Linked DNA regions of Mus musculus: region 2 is linked to region 1. Evidence: chromatin contacts called from public promoter capture Hi-C data. All regions are on one chromosome and are shown on one strand. Each heading gives the region's core, a stretch centred on a gene start, on an enhancer-like site or on the middle of the called end of the contact. The rest is flanking DNA. Distances are from core to core; before and after follow the strand shown.

What was found. Promoter capture Hi-C pulls out the DNA fragments that hold promoters and counts their contacts.
Region 2: a promoter capture Hi-C map of the HPC-7 cell line shows a contact between it and region 1, with 5 times the contacts expected there. The contact joins the enhancer-like site here to the promoter of Ppa2 in region 1. A contact is called at or near these places in 7 of 39 promoter capture datasets (the 3T3-L1 cell line, the C10 cell line, the HPC-7 cell line and 3 more) and 1 of 484 Hi-C or Micro-C datasets (adipose-derived mesenchymal stem cells).

What each region holds. Positions count from the first base shown.
Region 1 is chr3:133,307,391-133,312,230 of GRCm38.p6, forward strand. It overlaps Ppa2 (pyrophosphatase (inorganic) 2), which reads left to right and starts at 2,720. Exons shown (of 12, transcript NM_146141.2): 1 at 2,720-2,891. The coding sequence starts at 2,750.
Region 2 is chr3:134,031,340-134,036,179 of GRCm38.p6, forward strand. The region is part of intron 2 of Gm26691 (a long non-coding RNA gene); the gene reads right to left. Among named protein-coding and RNA genes, the nearest start is that of Gm26691, 120 kb to the right of the region's middle. Within about 2 kb of position 2,797, at least 30 of the 459 cell types and tissues checked have an H3K27ac peak or open chromatin away from gene starts, as enhancers often do.

The DNA.
Region 1 (4,840 bases), core at 1,470-3,969:
CTGCTCTCAAACCTAGTCAGTAGTGCAGATTGACACTCATCAGTCCATTCTGTCAACACACCAGACAAGTGTCACTTTGAAATCATGATATTCCACCTCTATCCCAGGAAGAAAAAAAAATCTCATGTTAATTTTATAACACAAAATGTATTTATTACATTTCATGAAGTACCCAAAGTATAAATGTTCCAGGAGTATTCAAAAGTATAAGCATAAAGTTTCTACTGGGGCTCAATCAATCTCTTATGGTGAGACCCAGCAGAAAAAGTTACATATTTCTAATATACAATGGCACAAAATCCAACAGAGAGCAGTAAGGGCATAGTTAAGAATGATGAGACCATAGCAAGACCTAAACTGAGGAGGTGAACACCAAACTCTGCAGCTCTGTATCTGGCATCTGCAGCTTATACTGGAATCATCTGGGCCTCGTCTGGGGTGGTGGGTACCCCTGCCCACTCAGGTCTCCAACCTAGAGTTGACCATTTACATGGACTGCTTTCACTCCTGTTTAGTTGGAAAATCAACAGCATCTGCTTCACACATACTTCAGGAAAAGGAAAGCCATTTAATTAAAAATCTGAAAAGCTCAAAGGTTGTCTCTCATGTTAGCAACCTGGTATTTTGTTTATTGTGAAGTGACCATAAGCTAAATTTCTATAGACTAAAAGCTATTCAATATATTGCAAGTCCTGCAAGTTCCATGCTATAGTTGTCTCCTGGGCTCCACATTGGACTGGCTCCTGGACACCTCACTATTCTCAGATACAAAATCAGAATGATGGCTAAGCTCGGCTACATACCAGTCACCCCAACCCTCCAAGCTCAGCCAGTTTTCTCTTTTATTTGTAAATTCTGGATCTGTGCTCAAGAGCTTTTTGAACATTTGTCTTTACCCCTGTTTTGTAAAGTCCTAGAATTAAAAATTAAGACACACACTTACTGTCTTAATTTCATCATTACTGTGAAGAGACATTATGACCAAGGCGACTCTTATAAAGGAAAGCATTTAATTGAGAGTAGCTTGCAGTTTTAGAGGTTCAGTCCATTATTACTATGGAAGGAAATATGGCAGCATGCAGGCAGCCATACTAGACAAGCTGAGAGTTCTACATCTTGATTGGAAGGCAGTCAGGAGGAGACTGTGTTCCACACTGGGCGGAGCTTGGATACAGGAGACCTCAAAGCCAGGCCCCCACAGTGATACACTTCCTCCAACAAGACCACACCTCCTAATAGTGCCACTCCCTATGTAATTCAAACACATAAGTCTATGGGGGCCTTACCTATTCAAACCCCCACACTTGCTACATGATAGTGACAGATGTCCACAGAGGAAATTCAGCGAGTTAGGTTCCAAATGTCTACATTTGAAATGGACAACTATTGTTGAATAAATATCTTCAGAAATTTGTATTTTAAAATTAACCAGTAAGCCAACTTTGTTCTCATAACATGTATTGTATATTCGGTTTTGATCCACAGGTATTTCAGTAAATTATAGAAAATGAAAGATGAGATTTTATATGTTCAAAATCAAGCCATTTCTTTTTAATGCCATAAAGTAATATGTTCCTAAATCACATACCCGGAATTTGATGCTAATTTTAAGAATCTAGACTATTAGACAGCCCAGAACCTTGTTTCAGTAGGAATTTCTTTCTCAAATATCCAATATTTGAAGTTTAGGTGAAATTTTAAGCTTTCTTTTTTTAACATAGGCAGAATCATATAAATCAATGAAATAAACGCAGGAAGGAAATGTTTCCATTTTTTATAGGACAACTTAGCTTGCAACTCCGCCTAATCATGTTGACGTGTTACAAAGCCACTAATGTCAAAATTTTTTAGAGACTAGGCTAAGCAATGTCTAAGTGGCTAGTGGCACCTCTAAGAGATCCTTTCTGAAACCTGGGTAAAACCAGTTTGGGTTTTAACTGTCACAATTTAGATGCAGAAAGAACCCAGTAGGTGAGGATGTGAGCCTTGCTCACAGTTGGAGCAGAAACTGGTAGAGGTCCGGAAGACCATTCCAGTGAGGTCTTCCCAATCAACTGGTCTACAGAAAAGGGCAATGGTTGGTTCCTTCCTTAGAACCACAGCTCCCGTTGTTACTGGACCAGACTGCAAAGACTGCTGTTGTAACTAGTTGTGGCCACCGGACCAGACAGAAATACTTGTGAAGTATGCAATTGCAGAGAAGTTAAAAGTTACCTGTACTTGGGTTAAATATTAAAGGGCCTTATGGAGGAAGTGGCGTTTGAGGGAATTACAGATTTAGGATAAATCTGTGTCAGATGTCTTCACAAGGACGCTCGATCATTATACATTATAGTCGTGTGTGTGTGTGTGTGTGTGTGTGTATGTGTGTGCGCGCGCGCGCGCGTGTGTGTACACTCCCTCCTTCCGGCTTGGATGTTCCTTTAGAAATTTCTGGAGGTATGCATGCAACCAAGTGCTACATTAATGTAATCAAAGTCTGACCGCAGACACTGACAGTGTGTGAGTGGGTGCGTGGTGGTGAATTCCTGGGGCTTCTAAGGTCCTTGTCTTGATGGTCTTCGGCCTCTGAGGGCTTGTGGAGCAAAGTGGAGAGGTAGGTGGCCCCAGGAATGCAGAAGAGGGTGGGACTTGATGCCACTTGAGGCCGACCGCGGGGAGGCAGTGCGGGCTCCGGGCGGCAGGGGGCGCCGTCGAGCGGCCGCGCCGGGCCCAGCACCGACCCTGCGGTTCTCGCAGACCGTCCGCCATGCGCGCGCTGCTGCCGCTGCTGAGCGTCGGCCGAGGGTGGCGCGTGGGGGCCGCCGCCCGCCCTCCGCGCCGCGTCATGTCCCTGTACCGCACGGAGGAGCTGGGCCATCCCCGCTCGCAGGACTACCGCCTGTTCTTCAGTAAGTCGTTCGCCCAGCTCCGCGCCGGCCGGCGGAGGGGCCGCGGCGCCGTGCCCTGCCCTGCCTTGCTCTGCCCGGCCGGGTCCGCAGCCCGCGCCCAAGCCCGCTGCGGAGGGGACCGGTCTCGGTGCGCAGGGTGGCGCGGGGCCAACCGCCCTCTGCAGCGACCGCAGCCGGCCCGCGGCGCTGAGCTCCTCCCGCTGACCTCCGCGCCGTGGCCCGCCGCTCGCCCGCGCCGCCTCCTGGGCGCTGCTAAGCCCATCCGCCTCCGTACGGCCGCAGAACTTTGGGGACCGGGGTCTTCACTCCGAAAGCGAGTTTGCCTGCGACCGCGACCTTGCTGTCAGCGCAGGCGTACAGGCAGGGAGGAAGTGGGAGGAGAATGTGAGCCAGGCGCTGGGATAGGCTTGTGTGCACAACGCCATCACGAAACCTTTTGTTTGGTAAGGTTAACTTAAAAACAGCAACAGTCAACTGAGTTTTTAACCTAAAAGTTTGCACCCTGAATGCCATCCACAAGCAGGAGATTGGCCGGCGTTCTGGCGAGAATGTGGTGCCTTTTCTTGCCCTGTACGTTGAGCAAAACCTAGAAAGAGGGCCGTCTGGGCTGCCCTGGGCTGACGCCAAAGACAGAAAAGCTCCTGGCCACTTTCCTTTTTCTTTTCACTCTGTAGGTCTCGTTAACAATCGCGTGAAAATAGCCACGTAGATGGGTTGCTTTCAGGCCTCCTTTACTTAATACCAGGTAGCGGAGCGGTTGCAATGTCAAGGCTTGTGCACACCTCTTAGGAGGTTCCGCCCTGAAGAGGTGAAGCTAAATCTTGTTCCGAGACCCCCATGCTGGATGAGTGTCTTAACTTGCTAAGTATTAGAATTTTTTTCCCCTATAAGATAGGGCTGCAGAAGCGGCTATGTATGTTCAAAGAAGTCACCGGACTTATAGTATAACTTGAAATCATTAATAACTGTACTTTGATTTTTACAGTTACTTTTCTGGAGCTGAAGGTTGAAGATTATTTTGTGATAAAGGAGCAAACCTAGCTTAAACTCTTTTTTTTTTTTTTTTTTTGTATTATTTTGAGACAGGGCCTCACTGGGCAGCCCTGGGCAGCTTGGAACTCACAGTAGTACACCTCCCTCTGTCTCCTGGATTGAACACATGGGGCACTTCGAATGGCAAACTCTTGTCATTGTAATAAATCTTATAATAAATAGTTTCTTCACAATTAGTTTCTGTTTGCTCCTCTACAAGAGACCCTGTCTTGTTTCTTGTTGAGGCGAGATGGATTTAGGTCTTTTAAAAGAGGGTGTGTACACAACCGGATCCTGGGTAGACAACAGTCTCCAAACAAGAGCAACCATAAAAATAAAACAACAGAAGGAAGGGAAGCCCTTAATATGTGTGCTCATTTCTGAATGGGTTATATTCCCAAAGTTACAATGTAACAGCCACTGGGAGTGTTTTCCAGAAGAGATGCTGTTATATAATGGCAGAAAGCCCAAGCAGAAAAGCCTGTGGGTATAATACGGTGGACGTGTCTTGGGTTTTCAATAAGTGCAGTAATATGTCATGAATGTCTCCTATCAGAAACACAGTAGTCTTTCTACGGTGACAGAATTAATGGAATAACAGTAAATTGAGACGCTGCATGGGGTTTATGGAGCCCCACTTTACCCCTGACTACTGGCGCAGGCAAACACAGGTTCTTTGTGCACAGGTGCATGCCAGCAGTATGACGTCTTGATCCTTGGGTGCTGTTTATTGTATTTTTTGAGGCAGAGCGTGTCACTGATCTGGAGGTAGGTGAGGCTAGATGGCCAGGGGCCACCGAGATCTGTTGGTCTCTGCCTCCCCAGGACTGGGACAATAAGCATGCACCATCCTGCTTGGTTTTGTTACCTGGGTTCTGGGGAGCAAACTCACATCCTACTGCTTGCTTGCACAGCCA
Region 2 (4,840 bases), core at 1,547-4,046, 720 kb after region 1:
TGATGTAAATTATGTAAGAATTACGCAGGTTCCTGCGACCAAGATGTTAGTCATATGTAGTGGACAGCCATCAGGACTGTAAAGATTTACTGAGTTCTTACTCTGTGCTGGGATTTAAGTGTTGACAAGAATGCAAAATACCTACCTTCAAGAAGCTTCCATTTTAGAATTGAAAAGACAAAATTAAATATAAAAACAACTTTTCCAAGTGCAGAAATTATTACATCTGCCAGTTTGAAAGCATGTTGCTTTTTCATGTCTCCTCCAGCTTTCTTTTTCCTCCAAATGTCTTTGAATGATGCAGAGACACTTGTATCTCATACTACATACTAAAGACAGCTACAGTATACAATAAGGCTGTGTCTCTTAAAGGTTTACCACCTCTCAGAATGCTCTCTCACTGAAGAGCATATTCCCAACATATGACCCTTGAAGCAGAGTGAGGGGCAGCCACATCCAAATCATAGCAGTCACTGTTCCTTCCAAATGACACAATTATTATTGGCTTCCTAAAGCCTTTTTTGAATGTTCCTATCATAAACATGAATCATTTAATTATTCCCCATATTTTGATTTTGAAAACAGGAAAGCTTTTGTCTGTGACTAATAGACTCTAGGCACAAAACACCTTTTGTCTTTATTCATCAAACAACTAAGAAATGTTAAATTGAGTCCATTTGGTATGCAGGAAAAGACATAGATTTTTTTTTCTTGAAAAAGATATAAATTCTTTCATGTAGTAGGAGAGTTTTCTTGTAAGAAAAACTGGTGAAAGCATATGTAGTAATGAGGAGAAAATATTTAAAAGGTAGCTTAAAATGTATATGTTTAGTTCTGGAATAATGTACAAAATACACATTGGCATATACCTTTAAATAACAGTTGACATAATTAATCAGAATTATCTATTAGTATTCTTGCATGTCATTATTGGTTTATCATTTTTTACAATCTTGCAAGTGCAACCTTAGTAAAATTACCCCCAAATCTGTTCACAACAATGTGGCTTGAATAATATTATTTGAATGAGTTCATCAGAAGAAGAAAAGAATTGATATTAGTATCTTGTAGACTTTTTAAAAATTTTTCTTTATCTACATTTCAAATATTATCCCCTTTCCTAATTTCCCCTCCAAAAATTTCCTCCCCCCTCCCCCTGCTCCCCAACCCACCCACTCCCATTCCTGGCCCTGGCATTCCCCTATACTGGGTCATAAAGCCTTCACAGGACCAAGGGCCTCTCCTCCTATTGATGACTGACTAGGCCATCCTCTGCTACATACATAGCTAGAGCCACAAGTTCCACCATGTTTTTTCTTTGATTGGTGGTATAGTTCCAAGGAGCTCTTGGGTTGCTGTTTAGTTCATATTGATGGTCCTCTTATGGGGCTTCAGACCTCTTCAGCTCCCTGGGTACTTTCTCTGGCTCCTTCATTGGGGACCTTGTGCCCTATCCAATGGATGATTGTGAGCATCCACTTCTGTATTTGCCAGGCACTGGTTCAGCCTCACAGGAGACAGCTATATCAGACTCCTGTCAGCAGGCTCTTGTTGGCATCTGCCTAGTGTCTGGATTTGGTGGTCGCTTATGGGATAGTTCCCCAAGTGGGGCAGTCTCTGGATGGTCATTCCTTCAGGCTCTGCTCTGAACTTTGCCTTTGTAACTCATTCCATGGGTATTTTGTTCCCCATTCTAAGGAGGAATGAAGTGTCCACACTTTGGTCTTCCTTCTTCTTGAGTTTCATGTGTTTTGCAAATTGTATCTTGGGTATTCTAAGTTTCTGGGCTAATATCCACTTATCTGAGAGTGCATATCGTGTGTGTTCTTTTGTGACCGGGTTACCTCACTCAGGATGATACCCTCCAGATCCATCCATTTGCCTAAGAATTTTCTAAATTCATTGTTTTTAATAGCTGAGTAGTACTCCATTGTGTAAATGTACCACATTTCTGCATCTATTCTTTTGTTGAGGGACATCTGTGTTCTTTCCAGCTTCTGGCTATTATAAATAAGACTGCTATGAACATAGTGGAGCATGTGTCCTTATTACCAGTTGGAATATCTTCTGGGTATATGCCTGGAGAGGTATTGCTGGATCTTCCAGTAGTACTATGTCTAATTTTCTGAGGAACTGCCAAACTGATTTCCAGAGTAGTTGTACCAGCTTGCAATCCTACGAGCAATGGAGGAGTGTCCCTCTTTCTCCACATCCTTGCCAGCATCTGCTGTCACCTGAATTTTTGATCTTATCCATCCTGACTGGTGTCTTGTAGACTTTTAATAATGACCAGAGTGTTTATATGCTGGTCTCAGGCTTTCCTAATAATAGTTAATTAATAGTTAATCACAGGTTAATTTTTATCTGCCATTGTCTTTATAAGCACAGTTGCCATAAAAATCCTCTTGCTCTATGGGTTTCAAAAATTACATTGAAATATTTCTTTGATTGATAAGACATGAGCTATTTCAGCTTAATCCCCAGATATTAAGGTGTGCCCTTAATAACCTAGCAGGTTTAGTAGCACTTTAGTAGCAACTGAATGTTTCGAAAATTGCTCTTTAATCTACAACCTTATAAAAGTTTTAGAGTTCCCTCAAAATTTTTGTAAGTCATTTGGACCAGGCTAAGTGATTCTTGAATGAGGTGACTCATCGTTTCCTGTTTCACACACACACACACACACACACACACACACACACACACACTCCAGAACGAGATGAATCATCAAGAGGGAACTCTATGCCCAGATGGAAGCTCAGCCAAATAGACAATAAACTGAAATGCTTCCTTATGTTAAGTTGCCTGTGGGCTAAGAGTGGACTACAGTCAGAAGTGGGAAGTCCCTAGGTGAGGGGGATTCTGAAGGCCAATCAAATCATCGTGAACTGGAATAGCTCCGAGAAACTGAGAGAGAGAAAATGCCATAAAAATGCATCAAGTTAATTTCACGCTTTTCCACCTTCAACTTTTGCACAAATTAAATTTAATGCTCTTCAGCCTGAGTGGTCTGCATGCAAAATGGTGTCACATGGTTGGGACCGATGGAGATAAAGGAGGCTCAGCATTACTTACGAAATGGTAAGAAAATATTTGTTCTGTGATTATGAGTAATTTCTTACTAATTAAAACGCACCCCCTTCTTCTTAAATGTACTGAAAACTTTCAGTAAACATTAAAGTTAGAATGGTTACTTTTGTTTGCTACTAAATGTCAAGTTAAGGTGACCAACTAATTCAGTGTCATGCTTTTAATTTCTACATAAAACTGAGAACCTTTATTAAGTAACCTTTAGGTCCCTTTCTTGCTTTAAGATGATACTTTTGGTGACTCTCTTAATAGAAACGTTAGGGCAAAACTTCATGGGAAGATGCAGATGTGATGTCAAACAAGCATGGTCTACATCACATCCAAGGTATAGAGCAGACATGTTTCTGATATTCAGAAAAGTGCTGAATCCAGGTCCCTCACCGAGATGGAAAGAAAAACTGCATTAACTCCACCAATATAGCACAGCCCTGAGTAGTAACAAGAAATCTGATCTGTAAACATTTGTGCAAAAATCATAGTAATAAGGTGCTCTGCATTCTTATTATTTGCATGCTCTGGGGTTTACCTTTGATCATCCAGGGAGCCCGCTCTGCTGCTTCTGGAATGGAGAGCTGAATGGCATGCTAGAAACTAGAAGGGTAAAGATGGGGTGAGGCAGAGCATTGGCTTGTGTCATCGTAAGCCACAGTTACTTCCTGCTATCCCTAACACTCCTGCAAAGTTTACTTCTATTCTGTAATGATTCAGGCTCTGCAGTGTGTAAGACCCCACCCTGTGGCTCCAGCAGGAGGGTTTTCCTCTGCTGCCTCCCAGGCAACCCTCTGGTCTTTTGATGGTGAAGGATGCTGTAAGAGCCAAGGCTGTGTGCATGTACTGGCTCCTTCCATTGGGTGACCTCATGCACTGTAACATTTCAAAAGATGCAGAACAGATGAGAACACCTTTTCTTATTTTGTCTCAGTGGTAGATAGGTTACAAGAACATTGAAGATGCACTGGAAAGCCACAGTCACCATCAGCCATCCTCCAACCCCACCAGGGAAAATGACTCTTGTAAAAGACAAGAGGACAGACAAGTCCACTCACTACACCACAGGCAGGCAGAAATGGAATGTCTAATTTAAGTGAAATTAAGCCTTATCAACTGAATGATGCCTGAAGTTCTCTTAAACATTGTTGTTCACCCTAGCATACCTGTAAAGTATGACGCAAGTACCAAAGATTCATCTCTTCAGTAGGAATGACAGTGAACATATACACTTTTGCCTCAGACTATCTTGGCATTTTTAGGAAAATTTCCTCTATTTTAGTTGTTCCCACATATCACTATTTTCTTTTTCTTTTCTTCTAAACTTCCCTTTAAACCCCAAAAGGAAAGCAGTGTCTACATACACTTCTCTCTGCTGAGATCCATCTACATTCTTCATAAACCCCCAGTCTCTAGGACCCCTCCTATCCATCTCCAGTCTTTCCTCCATTCTTCCCTCCACCACATGTATGGATGACCCATTCTTTTTTATCATTCTTTTTATCAGATATTTTATTTATTTATATTTCGAATGCTATCCCCTTTCCAGGTTTCCCCTCCAGAATCTCCCATCCCATTCTCCTGTTTCTATGAGAGTGCCCCCCCAACCACCTACCTACTACTGCCTTCCTGCCCTGGCATTCCCCTACACTGGGGCATCAAGCCTTCACAGAATCAAGGGCCTCTCCTTCCATTGATGCCCGACAACGCCATCCTCTGCTACATATACAGCTGGAGCCATGGGTTGCTCCATGTGTACTCT